Linked DNA regions of Arachis hypogaea: region 2 is linked to region 1. The links are chromatin contacts, called in public Hi-C maps. All regions are on one chromosome and are shown on one strand. Each heading gives the region's core, a stretch centred on a gene start, on an enhancer-like site or on the middle of the called end of the contact. The rest is flanking DNA. Distances are from core to core; before and after follow the strand shown. Region 1 has its middle 4.5 kb from the start of LOC112769476. Region 2 holds the start of LOC112770676 (probable CCR4-associated factor 1 homolog 9).

Region 1 (6,726 bases), core at 3,000-5,499:
TGTAAGGTATTTACTGAGTTGGTAACCCAAGTTTAATTTGAACTAACTTTAGCTGCAAATAATTAACATCCTCAATCTATTGATACTCTTCAATCTTCATTCAATAAACCACTTATTTGGATTAGGGTTCTCTCCGTACTATTTTTATTCAAATATTCAAAATATATATCGAAACTTACAAAGAGCTAATTATAATTAAATCTTTTTAAAACACCTAGCTAGCTAACAATAATTATTGTCTAACTGGAATGTTTAATGAGAAAGTCTAGCGGGCGAACATTTTTATTAAAATCTGGTCGGTAGTTAATCAACAAAAGAAAAGTGAGTAATTCTATATTATTATTAGATGAAATTTCACACCATTAAAAATATCAATAATAACTAATTGATAATTACAAATCACAAAATTTGTTGCTGCTGACACTTCTCATGTTTAACTTCTCTAGATCATCTTTTATCTCTAAGTGCACATACAAAGATAAGAGGATTAATTAGTTGTTAGTTGTTATTTATAAAATTATCATGACTGACATTGGTCATATATACTATTTTCAATGTGTGCAAAATATTCTGTTGATTTCATTAATTTTTCTTTTCTTTTGTTTTTGTACTATCTGCGTACTTTATTTATCAAGTTGGAAGTTAATTTCAACACATAAAAGGTAAAACAAGTTTATATATGTTGGAGGGAGTGGATCATTTTTAGTGAAAAAAAAAATTGAATACTGTCTAGTGTTTAATCTAATTTTTTATTGTTTTCTCTCCTATTTAATTTTAGTCCTATTTAAAGAATTAAAGATAAAAAATTATATTTTATTTTCTCAAGTATTTTTTTCACTAGAGAGGATCAATTTCCCAATTAACATATGACTACTCTATGATCAATATTAGTAATTGGAACTTAGAAACAGCACGCAATATGAGCACAAATTGTGGACTAACTAAAAATATAAAGGAAAATTAATACGAGAAACTCAACAAAGACACCTAAGACTTTTTGTATATATGTATGATTATAACTCAACCAAATGTAGGTGCAAATTTTAATTATTTATGATGACAATTCGTATCTTGTCAAACTCTCTAACTGAAGAATGGTCAAATTTCGCAATTTATGGATGATATTGGCCTCAAAACAAAATATCTATTATATTAATGCTTTGATTATTCCTGATTCCAGATGTATATCCCCCGGCCATGTTTTTGTATCATCGTTCACTATATATTATCATCATTCCATAAATACTAAGGAGACTTTTGGTCTATTCTCTCCACTTAACATGTACAATGCTTTAATTAATTAAGATCCGTGATGATGTATAAAAGACTATCGGCATTGTGGAAAAAATATATTGGTATTAATAGAATATCAGATGAATTTTGCTTTATTTATTTACTTACTTTTTCACAAAATGATATTTTAAGAAAAGTATATATATATATATATATATATATGAAAAATATAGGGTACTAATATATTATCTGCTAACTTATTATTAATAATAGTTAGTTATTATATTTTAAATACATATATAAAGAGATACATACAGAAAATATATTGATAAAGATACTTTTATTAAATACAGCCATAAAAAAGACATTTTTATTAGATACATCCACAAAGACATTTTCATTAAACACAGCTATATATGAGTTAGTAGAAGTTGGCAGAAATACTGTTGGTAACGTAACGGGATTATATATATATATATATATATATATATATATATATATATGGAGAGATAGATTTTATCAAAACAAAAGATATTAAATAAGTACTTATAGTAGTAGAAAGGGTTATAAGAAATAAATTAAAATGACGTTATAAATTTTTTCTGTTAATTTTGATCTAACAAAATTTAAAAAGTTTTTAATTTAGTTTTTATCATTAACTTGTTCAAATTTAAATGCATTAAATACTAATATGTTGTCACGTTATCCCATTGTAAACAAAGAAGAGACTTCTAGATCTTTCAAATTTTACTAGATTAGAACTAAGAAATATTATAAAAGTAACTGTTTGAAGTTTGAAGCTTATAATTAGATGAATAATAGCGTGTCAAAATGGGATAAAAAGAAGCATGTTTAGCAATTAATGAAAGGGGTAGCTGGCACACCATAAACTATCATCGTATCTACTGAATACATTGCATTGCGCGTGGTATAATGTTCTTGACATTTACCTTCCATTAAATCTTGTTTCCATATTTCTATGCCCCCATTATTCAATTCAACTATATAACAATCACCGTATGAATCAGAATCACTCACACAAAACCTTCTTCTATTCATATTGTCTTTCCGCAAGCAGGTAAACATCTCAATCAATCAATCAATCTATCTTTCTTTTCTTTGGATGATTGATTACTCATGTTTAATTTTCTTAAGCAGATGAAAGGGGACACAGCAAAGAGTGGTGCAGAGTTGGAACTGAATCTGAAGCTGATGTGTTTCCCAGCATCATCATCAACAACAACAACGGATGAATCATCATCATTGGAATCTTCGAATGCGTCATCAGAGATGTCGTGCGTGTCTTCTTCATCAGAAGAAGCAAAGCCAATGGTGCTGGTAGGTTGTCTTGGGTGCTTGATGTATGTTCTTCTTTCAGGTGCTGATCCCAACCCTAAGTGCCCCAACTGCAACAGTAGGGTCCTTCTTGATATCCTCAAGAACGAGAAGATCAACAACCCAATTCCATAGCTAGCTACCAACTTCAAAAATAAAGTTCATGCATGTATCTCTTTCAGATTATTTTATTTCTCATTTGTTACTGCTTGTTCATTAATAATAGTACCTAGATTATATTTATTTATATTATTTTCTTCCTTGTATCTTGTATTCAATTCTTGTGTATGATGAAGGGAATTGAAGATCAGGAGATTTGATTTATAATATAAACATGATTATATATGCTTTGTTTATTGATCAGAATCATGCGGACCCATCACCCAATTTTGTCTTTTGCATATACAACATGTTTTGTTTAAATTTCTTCCAAAATTTCCCTCAATATGTTTTACAAGGCCTTTTATCAGATCAAAGGAGTAGTTGTAGTGCCGTATGGTAAATTAAATAGAATAAGTATTGGGAGCCAATAGCCTAACCATATAATGTGTACAATGGAAGTTTAGGAAGTATTAGAGATATGACCATTAGTGTTATATTGTCCTGTCAAGTTACGCTTTTGGGATGAGTGGTTTTATGATATAGTATTAGAATTCTAGATACAAAAGGTCAAGAGTTCGATCCTTGGTGAATTCCAAAATCAGCTTAAGCTTTTGAGAAAAGTGGTTTTATGACATGAGATGTTTATTATTTTGTTAATTATTTACTTAATGTAGAAACTTAATGATGATATAATTTCAACTACTTATAACTTTCATTAAGTCCATATATGATATATGTGTACTAATTGCAAGTCTTTAACTGTTATTGTATTGTTATGAATTTCTTATATATCTCTCTCTATTATTTTGTTTTTGTTGATGATTGTTTATCTTCATCACTTTTTGGCATGGATATTGAATACCTGCAAACTAGTTTAAAAGATATAGTTTAGAATCAAGTTTTGAAAGGTTTGAAAAATCACTCTAGCTACCTCTCTTCCTTATTACTTACTGTTTTGTAAAGGTAGTTTTTGCCGTTACTAAATTTGTCCAATAACAAAGTATAATTCGATTTTATTAGAGCAATCATAAGTCATAAGTATCAATTATTTTAATTTAATAATGTCATCTTTTTTTTTTTAATAAATTTATGCAAACATACAATACAAAATATTATGTATAGAATAATATTATTAAAAATAGGAATAACTATATCATTTTCTTTTATTATATTTTTTAAGGATTAAAATTTTAATTATTTTCAAGTCTCTTAATAAAAAATTGTATGATCCAATTCCAATTATCTAATTGATTTTTATATGTGCTTCTTTTTCAAACTCATCTAACTAACTTAACTCCTGCTACTTAAAATTTGTTTCCTTTGTTTTTCTATGACATAGAAGCAGACTAATTAAGAAATAAAAAAAAAATTATTTATTTATTATGGTTTTTAATTTCATAAAGATGGTTGGCGGACGGCCAAGTTAATTGTTGGATGTTTCCTTTCACTTGAAAACAAAGAACGAAGTTGCATCACTAATAACTTCAGGTTTATGCATGCACACTATAATCATGTTGTTAATCCCCATTTAGTTATTTTATATATGCACTTTGCAATATATATACTTTAAAATATTACCACTACCTAAAGTTGAAGTTGACATTTTCTTCATAAGAAGAACAAACTGCACGTGCCCATATTGCAAATACTCCAGTTGAGTCTTCATAAGAATATTTAATTTGAGGTTGGTCGTTGAAACCATGCGTTGAATTAATTAATAAATAATACGAGTACTTTGCTGAGTCGGCAAATCTTTTTTTTTTAATCTCATAAATTAATAAAGCATATATCCTATCTCTAAAACAACACAAAATAATTACAATCACTGGGATTAATATATTCTCTTAGAATCTGTTATATAACTGTCGCATATTCTAGCTAAAACCTACCAGACTCAAATTTGTTATTACTAAATATTCTTAGGCTTGTGTTTTTTGTTGTCATAAGATTTATAAATAGTACAAATAAGTGAATAACTTAAATAATATTCAAAATTATATTTTCTAACTCCATTTTTCCAATAGTAATGAAAAAACAATTCATAGAATTGGGCTTGTTCTATATCATGATGAAGCCAAGTGGGGTACCCTTTACGTATATCATATGGATAGATATTTGACACAACATGATTCATTTCATGGTATCTAAATTTAGGCAAGGTTATCATGTGTGTTAAAAATGAATAATCAACCACTTGGTCGCCGCCTTTTCTATAATCCTATCATATTACTATTTTATAATAAGAGCAATTTCTGTAATACAATAATGGGATTGCTGGCACGCACGCGTAAATCGTGCTAGCCATTCTTCTTTTTCTAATACAAATCAGTGAAATCACTGCCACCGTGTAGGTAAACAATAAGTATTAATTACCTATTATTTTGCATCAGAATTTTGAATTTAATCCCACTATGTGTATATTAAAATTAATTATTAAAATAAAATATATTAAAATATAAAATATATATTAAAAAAATTAAATTATATATATATATTTAAATATAAATATATAATAATTTATTTTAATAATTAATTTTAGTGTAAAAATAATATTTTTAATAAATTATCAGACAAGAGTTTCATACATTCCCTTTATTATGGAGGCTAAGCAACATTCCAGTATAAAATAAAAACTACAATTAGCAACGTTAAATTGAATGCAAATTTACGGGGCATGCATGTATAGGATGACGTCTCAAGAAATTTCAAGAATATATGCGTGTACACATACAGATAAAATAAGAGCACCGTTAGGAGACAATAAAATATGTATACAATATATATAATGGGTTAATTTATTAGGCCCAATTAATATTAATAGAGGAAATTAACCCTAATATTATTATGGTTGTTTAATTTAACATACCACACCATTTCTTATATTTTCACTTTTTCCCCAAATTATCCAACCCTTTTGTTTCATCATTCCACCCCCACCCCCTCCCCCCAAACCCAAACCCTCCCAATCTTTGCACACTAACCGCGCAGAACCCAAACCCTCCCCCAATCTTTGCACACACCCAAATTCTTTTGCAACCGAGGAAGGTCACCTCTCAACGCAATAATCCTCATTGTTGGCATCAAGGACGGCGTTCTCTTGGTCCTGAACATCACGCCGTCTCTGCAACCGAGCCGCTGGGCACGACGCCGCCGACCAGGAACACAACGAAGGAGTCCTCACGGACGAACCGAGCAGCAACAGAGTTCTCCTCGCGTGGGCGCCTTCCTCTCCTATCAGCGGAGCAGCCGACCCGGAAAAAAACACCTGCCTGCTCGTCAACAGTTCACCGAAAACACAAAGAACATCATCTCTAGAAGAATCATAACCATCCAATGTAAGTGGCTTTTGTTGTTCATATTTGGATTGGTAATCGATGTTGCATGTTTGAATGTAAATATATTTTGTTGATTAAATCCCTGATGACCCATGGTGAAAAAGCCGTGGTTGCTGTTTATTATAGCAGAGACTGTGGAGTATGTAGTTAGTTTAGGTTCTTGATATGCTTGGTGATTTAATTTTGGCGCGAAAAAGGTCGAAAATATTTGGGATCGTGTTTATATAGCAGTTAAATTTAAATCTTTTTTGTCCCTTCCCGTGTGGACCATGTGCATGCAACGTGACGTAAACTGGCTGACCATTGTTGAAAATGGGTTGATATTTGTTGGATGGTTACTTTAATAGTATATTGGATGGTTATTCTTCAATTTTTTTCCAGTGTCGTCAGTTTCTAATTATTGCTGTTGCTATTGTCACTGCAGCCAAAGAGTTAGCTAAAATTGTTGTTATTAGTTTGTAATAAAGTTAAAATAATTTTTATAACAGACCTGGACCGTTAGATTTTTAAATCCAGACGACAAAATTGCATTTAGGACACTCTAACAAGGTATTATATGCTGTATAGATATAAGAAAAGGGTTGATGCACTTGAGGTGCAACATGTGTGGTATGCTGTTTTGTGCAAACTAAATGTAATTATGGGTTTATTTATTGTATTTTACATCAGTTTCCAATATTGCCATCGTTGTTGATAGATGATGTTAACGCAGGAAGTTTGG
Region 2 (6,633 bases), core at 1,037-3,536, 37 kb after region 1:
TGCTTATGAATTTAAGGAAGTAATTAATTAATGAGATATTAAAGATTTTGGAGATGTTTAACTTTTAAAAAAAGTAATACTTATGTTTTCTTATTTTGACTCGTACAAAAACACTTTCATGGCAAATCATATATAACAAAATTTCAATTACTTGATAATTTAATTTCTCTTTAACTTATTTAATATCCAATTCCTTAGTCAATTAATTAAGAAAAAAAAGATTAAGCACGATTTCAATTTAAATCCGCACAATTTTCAAAATAATATTCCTAGCCAAGTTGAAAATTATGAGAAAGAGTTTCAAGTTAATTCCAATATTAAATTTTTTAAAGTAATAACAGAATCCAAAACAAAATTTAAATATTTTACAATACTTCTAATCATTAAAGATGAAGAACGAGACTCAATTTTAGAAAAAGTGTTACTGCATTAATAAAAAAAAAAAAATACTTACATTACCAATCTATAAAATTAATAGTGCTCCTACTACTTAACAAGAGAGGTTTAATTGCTCATGATAAAGAAAACAACCTTAAAATTAATGAGAAGCTGGATGGATATAGTTATCCTTCGATGTCTTCTTTGTGAACTATACATTCACTTATTTATATTTTACTTCTAACCTAGAATTCAAATTCAAAAACTAAATCTAATCTTATCTTTTTAAGAATAAGACAGATAAAAAAATAATTCAAATATAATCTAAAACTAAATTTTAACAAGCGAAAGAAGAAGTTAATGCTAACTAATCATTCAAATCTTGAATCTTTGAGTTGAATTGGAGCTTCCCGAGAAAAGATATTAGACTTGGCGCTGGACTTGGATGATTGGCGCCTAACTTGAATGCATTTGTGGGCCACTGAATGTGAAAAATCACTTGAAGCTGGGTTCCGGGAGTTGGCGCTGGGCGCCCATGTTGTGGCCTTCATTCGTTGGATGCCGGGTTTGAATAATGGAAGTAGGGAGCTAGCCCTTGAGCACCATCGAAGGTGCTGGGCTTGGAGGTTTGGGCGTCAGTTCCTGACGTTGGACTTGGATGCTTGAAGTTGGGCGCTGAACTTGATTGACTTACGCTGGACTTGAAATTCTTAAAAATACAATCATTCTAAAACAATTCCAAATACATGACTAGTCATAAAAACTTCACTAAAAACATAAGAATTTTGATTTAAACCTAAAAAAAACTATTAAAAAAACATATAAAAATCACTAAAAATATCCAAACATTAATAAGCAATTCCACATTTAAAATCTATTTTCTCTTTCATTCCATGAAATCCACTTTCTCCTTTTTCAATTTATTCTAATTATTTATTGCAGTTGCAAGTGGGAGAACCCAATTCTTATTTTGAATACTATTGCCTTAATTGAGACTAATTTTTCTTTTATTTTAAAAAAATACAATAATCTACTTTTGAAAAAAAAAAAAAACATAAGTATATTTTTTAATTTTTTATGTTTATTGAAAAATTTATTCCATATTTTATTTTATAAATCTAAAAAATGAAAAATACACCTATTTGTAAAATCAATTGATGTACTAATTTTATCTAATCAAAATTGTTTATTTAGATAATTATTTAAGTAATTCATTGACAAATATTTCTTTATAATATAGTAATATATGATTGAATGTTTGAATAATTTTTTTGACATTAGAAAAATTAAATTCCTTTAAAAGTAAAAAGTAGGCATTTATATTTATGTTAAATTATAGGTAGGGGTGTACATTAAAATACCAAAATGTAATTAACCGATTAAAAAATTATAACCATATTTTATTTAACTAATTTAACAAAACAATTTTAAAAATTATATTCTACATTTTTAAAAATTGATTAATCAAAACCAAATTTAAAAAAATTGATTTTTAATCAGTTAACCAAAACTAAAATAAAATTTTAAAAGATTTTAATTTCAATTTTAAGATTAAAAATTCAATTTTTAAAAAATGGTTTTTTTTAGAAAACCAATTTTTTAGTCCAAAAATTGATTTTTTGTCCAAAAACTGATTTTGTTTTTCCAAAAACTAATTTTTCTATTCAAAAATCAGTTATTTTTTAAAATTGGTTTTTATTTTTATAACTAGTTAAAAGTTAATTTTTAAATTTTATAACCAATTAATAAGTAATTTTATCATATAAAATTAATTTAATTAATTAATTAAAATTAAATTTTTAATTAACCAAAAAATAAATTAAATTTTTGAATTAACTAAACCATATATATTCCTAATTACATGTTAGAATAGACAACAGCGAAACTGATATGATATTGATAGGCAGTAGGTACATGTTGAATAATGAATATTAGTAACAAATAACAAAATTGCTTAATTTGTTGGAAAATAAATAGAAGGAAGGCGCAAGTCATTAAAGTTTCTGGTCAACTTACACTGAATGCGTAAGTGTTGACCAAAATAATGAAAACACAACAACAGTAGCACAATATGTTTCTTTTTTCTTTTTTGTTATAAAAGGAAGATGAGGACCCAAATATAGACCAAGTCTGAGCAACAATTCATTGACTGACTCAGCATCCGTATTAGATTAGTTTACACCCTTGGCGGTCAAAGTTTCTCTAATTCTCTTTCTCCTTCTCCTTCTTCTGGACGCGTTGAACGTAGACAACTTGACACTCCTCATACTTAAGTTACATAAAAATAAAAATTAGGATAATAATACACTTGCTTTTGTTTTGTATAAAACATTAACACCCACCACTAAAAAGAAGAAAGAAACAACCCCACTCCACGCACCGATTCACGCACAAATACACACCCACACACACTCACATGACACTAACCAATAACCACTCTCTCTCTCACATCACCACTCTCACGCATCACGTTTGAGTGTTTGACGTTTCCTCACTTTCCAAGCAACATCCTCGCTCCTCTATCCCACTTTTCTCATATAAAACCACACCTCTCACCCCCTCACCCTAAACCACAACCATAACACATTGACAACTTCCAATTTTTCAGCCCCAACCAAAAATAAAGATAAAGAAAAAAAGGAAAACGCAACCTTCTGATTAGAAAGCATGGGTGTGGCCATTGAAGATGAAACGAAACCCAAGCCCATCGTCATCCGTGAGGTGTGGGCCTCCAATTTGGAATCCGAATTTGAACTCATCAGAGAAGTCATCGATAACTACCCCTTCATTTCCATGGACACGGAGTTCCCCGGAGTAATCTTCCGTCCGCAGCCTACAGATCCGTCCAACCCTTACCTCGGGCGACGCCTCAGCCCCTCCGATCACTACCTCCTCCTCAAGTCCAACGTCGACGCACTCAACCTCATCCAAGTTGGACTCACTCTATCCGACGAGAACGGCAACCTACCGGATCTCGGCACCGGTAACCGCTATATCTGGGAGTTCAACTTCAGCGACTTTGATCTGGCGCGTGACGCACACGCCCCTGACTCGATCGAGCTGCTCCGCTGCCAGGGCATCGATTTCCGGCGCAACGCCGAAGACGGTGTGGAGTCAAGGCGGTTCGCGGAGCTGATGATGTCGTCGGGGATGGTGTGCAACGACGCCGTGAGCTGGGTAACGTTCCACAGCGCTTACGATTTCGGGTACTTGGTTAAGATCTTGACCCGAAGGGCGTTACCAAACGGGTTGGAAGAGTTCTTGCGGGTTCTGAGGGTTTTCTTCGGTGATAACGTTTACGATGTGAAACACATGATGAGGTACTGTAAGGCCCTCTATGGCGGTTTGGATCGGGTCGCCCGAACCTTGAATGTGGATCGGGCCGTCGGTAAGTGCCACCAGGCCGGCTCTGATAGCTTGCTGACGTGGCACGCGTTTCAGAGGATGCGTGATATTTATTTCGTCAATGATGGGCCCCAGAAGCACGCCGGCGTCTTGTTCGGCTTGGAAATGCCTTGTTCATAATTCAAACAAAATGAACATTGTTATTTATTTATTTATATATAAATAAAAAATATATTCCATTGATTGTTTTATTTGTTTCGTAAAATGATGTCTCCCTGTAAATTATTATATTGACAAATTAACTGGAATCTGAAAGGCGTTCATGATTACTATTATTCAATTGTTTTCTTCGTGACGAAGAGATATCAAAGGATTAGGAGACTAGAGATGCGGCGAATTTAGACAATCAAAGAAGCACTAATTGACAATTTAGGGATAAAGTTGATTATATACGCAAAATAATGCTATAAACAGCATATAATAGATAAAGCTAAGGGAATAGGAGTGTGTGTGGAAGATGATGTGACATGCAAGATTGTCTTTTAGCACTTAAAATCCGAGTGTGTAGTGTGCAGTGGATACAGTCCATACCACCCCTATAAAACTAGTTGCGACCTGAAAACTGTGGGCTTGCATATAAAGGTTTCTTCACTGTTTTCCAATCGAGATTCCTTCATTTATTTTTCCATTTTTTCCCTTACAAAATTATATATCAAATTCTGTTGGTTTAGAAACAAGTATTATTTGGTCGAGCATTAACTTGTTCGTGCCTATCAACATATTAACTTTGTTAAAAATGAAATTAGCATTATAAATTTATAATATATCTAAAACTAATTTTCATAACGCAATTGTGTTACTCTAACGAGGAGAAAGTAGAATGGTGGGGGCAGCTTGGCATATATATCCACAGCCACGCGTATTATTAAGCAATCATAATGTGCAAGAAGATTCTTTATGCGAAAGTTTCACGTGGATTAATTCGAAGGTCTCAATATTCAATGTATCATGTATGTTATCACTTTGACTTGGGATTATATAATTAGTAGCAACAGTATTGTTTTGTCAAAGTATGACCAACAAAGAGCTTGAATAATCAGCCGCCATCAAACCCTTTTGCATACAGGATCTGAAATAATCATAAAGTAGTCTACCATGACTTAAAACTCTTCTCTTCCCTTCGGATTTTTTTTTTTTTTGGACAGTTTAATCAAACTCTTCTAACCACTTACTGATAACGAGGTAGAGAATGCAGTCTGGCCTGGTTGCTTGGTTCACCATTCAAATTTTCAAGAAGAAAAAAAAATTACAATAAGAGAACTGGAAATATACTCCTAATTAAATAACAAGGGGATTTTTATTTATTTTAATCTGTTCCAAGTAAAAAATATAAAATACTGAAGCACCAACATGATTAGCTCAAATGAAACGTAATTAATTTTCATTAAATAAAGTGTTTAATTCAAGCCTTGTCTATGAACAAATTTTCTGTTGAAAGACTTAGTTCAATAGTTCCAGTTGAGAATGCCATTTTTTTTTTGTCACAGTTTTGGGCTGGACTACAACCCAATCTAGAGAACAGATCACTACAAGAAATAACCTAGCCTCGCAATAAACTCCTCAATAAGTGTTCTAGGCTTCTAGCTACTTCTTCAATTACTTCTTCACCAAACCTCCATGGTCACTGTACCTGCTTCCTCATCAATCAGTTGGTATCAATAAGTACCAAAGCATAGCTGAATTGGAAGCTGTGATACCAAGGAGAATGCTTTTTTAAAAAAATTAGAAGAAAAAAAAAGTATTGTTTGTATGATGATCCAGTAACCAGATCATAGTCCAAAAGGGTTGGTCCATCCTTAGTGGGCTTTAAAGTTGTCCAGATTCAAAGAAATCTAGTCCAAAAACTGTATGGTTTAAGATATCCGACTTACTTGGGGCAAGGGTGCCAGGACCCTGCACCTGACCCGACTTGCATGGCAAGAAAGATCTTACCATCCACTATTTTAGATACCATCAAACAACTCAACCACTATCTTACCGTGGGATAATTTTTTTAATATTAAAGAAAAAATGACCGACTATTGCTAGTGAAAAAATTTAGGAGTGATAACTGATAACTAAGTCATCACTTCTTTCGGTAAATACTCCACTAAATTTAAATATTTCTTAAGTTTGATTCACTTAAATTTATTTAAAATTCTTGCTAATTTAAGTATTAAAATTCCTTCAAGTATCCCACTATCATCCACTTGAGGATCTCAAATAGCTTCACCCCTCTAGTGAACAAGTTAGAGCCTTCACTCATAAAAGGAGTTTGAATCTCACCTTTAAGCCCATACTATCTAGATTTCAGGTATCCTCTCTGAACAGGTACGAAAGCAAGGTTAAACTATGATTGGTTCTGGTCCGATTGAAAAGTTCTCAACTTTTTTTTTTTCATGAAAAGTTCTCATTTGTTATCCCAAATTCAATAGGGAGAGCATGACTCAATTCTTTTTTGTTTTGGACAGGGGATTGAGTCCTTCGAAATAGGCGTATGTCTATATTGGGCTCGCATTTTGAAGACCCAAAAGAGTGGGTTGGATCTATTGAGAATTATTCAGCTCAAATAGAAATATTAGGTCCTATTTATAAACCAAGCCCCGTTCGGCCCGTGCGTTTTTGTGAAATTATCGGGATAGTCTTCTATTGATTTATTTATTTAACTTTTGATAGCTTTATTGATTACACCTAATTAAATTTCACCCGAGATTGAAAGTAGAAGTCCAAAATTACGAATGATTAGCAGATGCTTATTAAAAAGGTCAGTTCCAAAAACTCGAAAAGGACAAAGTCACAAAGCCAAATTGAATGTTATTATCACACGACCGCTTTTTGCATTGATTTGCACATGTTAACAGCCTCTTGAGT

The links. Hi-C and Micro-C count contacts between places; a contact is called where the count stands out from the background.
Region 2: a contact with region 1 is called in a Hi-C map of an unstated tissue, with 6 times the contacts expected there. The contact joins the promoter of LOC112770676 here to the enhancer-like site in region 1. A contact is called at or near these places in 2 of 8 Hi-C or Micro-C datasets (leaf and an unstated tissue).

What each region holds. Positions count from the first base shown.
Region 1 is chr18:6,639,457-6,646,182 of arahy.Tifrunner.gnm2.J5K5, forward strand. No RefSeq gene overlaps it. Among protein-coding and RNA genes, the nearest start is that of LOC112769476, 4.5 kb to the right of the region's middle. Within about 2 kb of position 4,250, at least 2 of the 3 cell types and tissues checked have open chromatin away from gene starts, as enhancers often do.
Region 2 is chr18:6,678,087-6,684,719 of arahy.Tifrunner.gnm2.J5K5, forward strand. It overlaps LOC112770676 (probable CCR4-associated factor 1 homolog 9), which reads left to right and starts at 2,287. Exons shown (of 1, transcript XM_025815017.3): 1 at 2,287-3,988. The coding sequence starts at 3,046. The coding sequence ends at 3,903.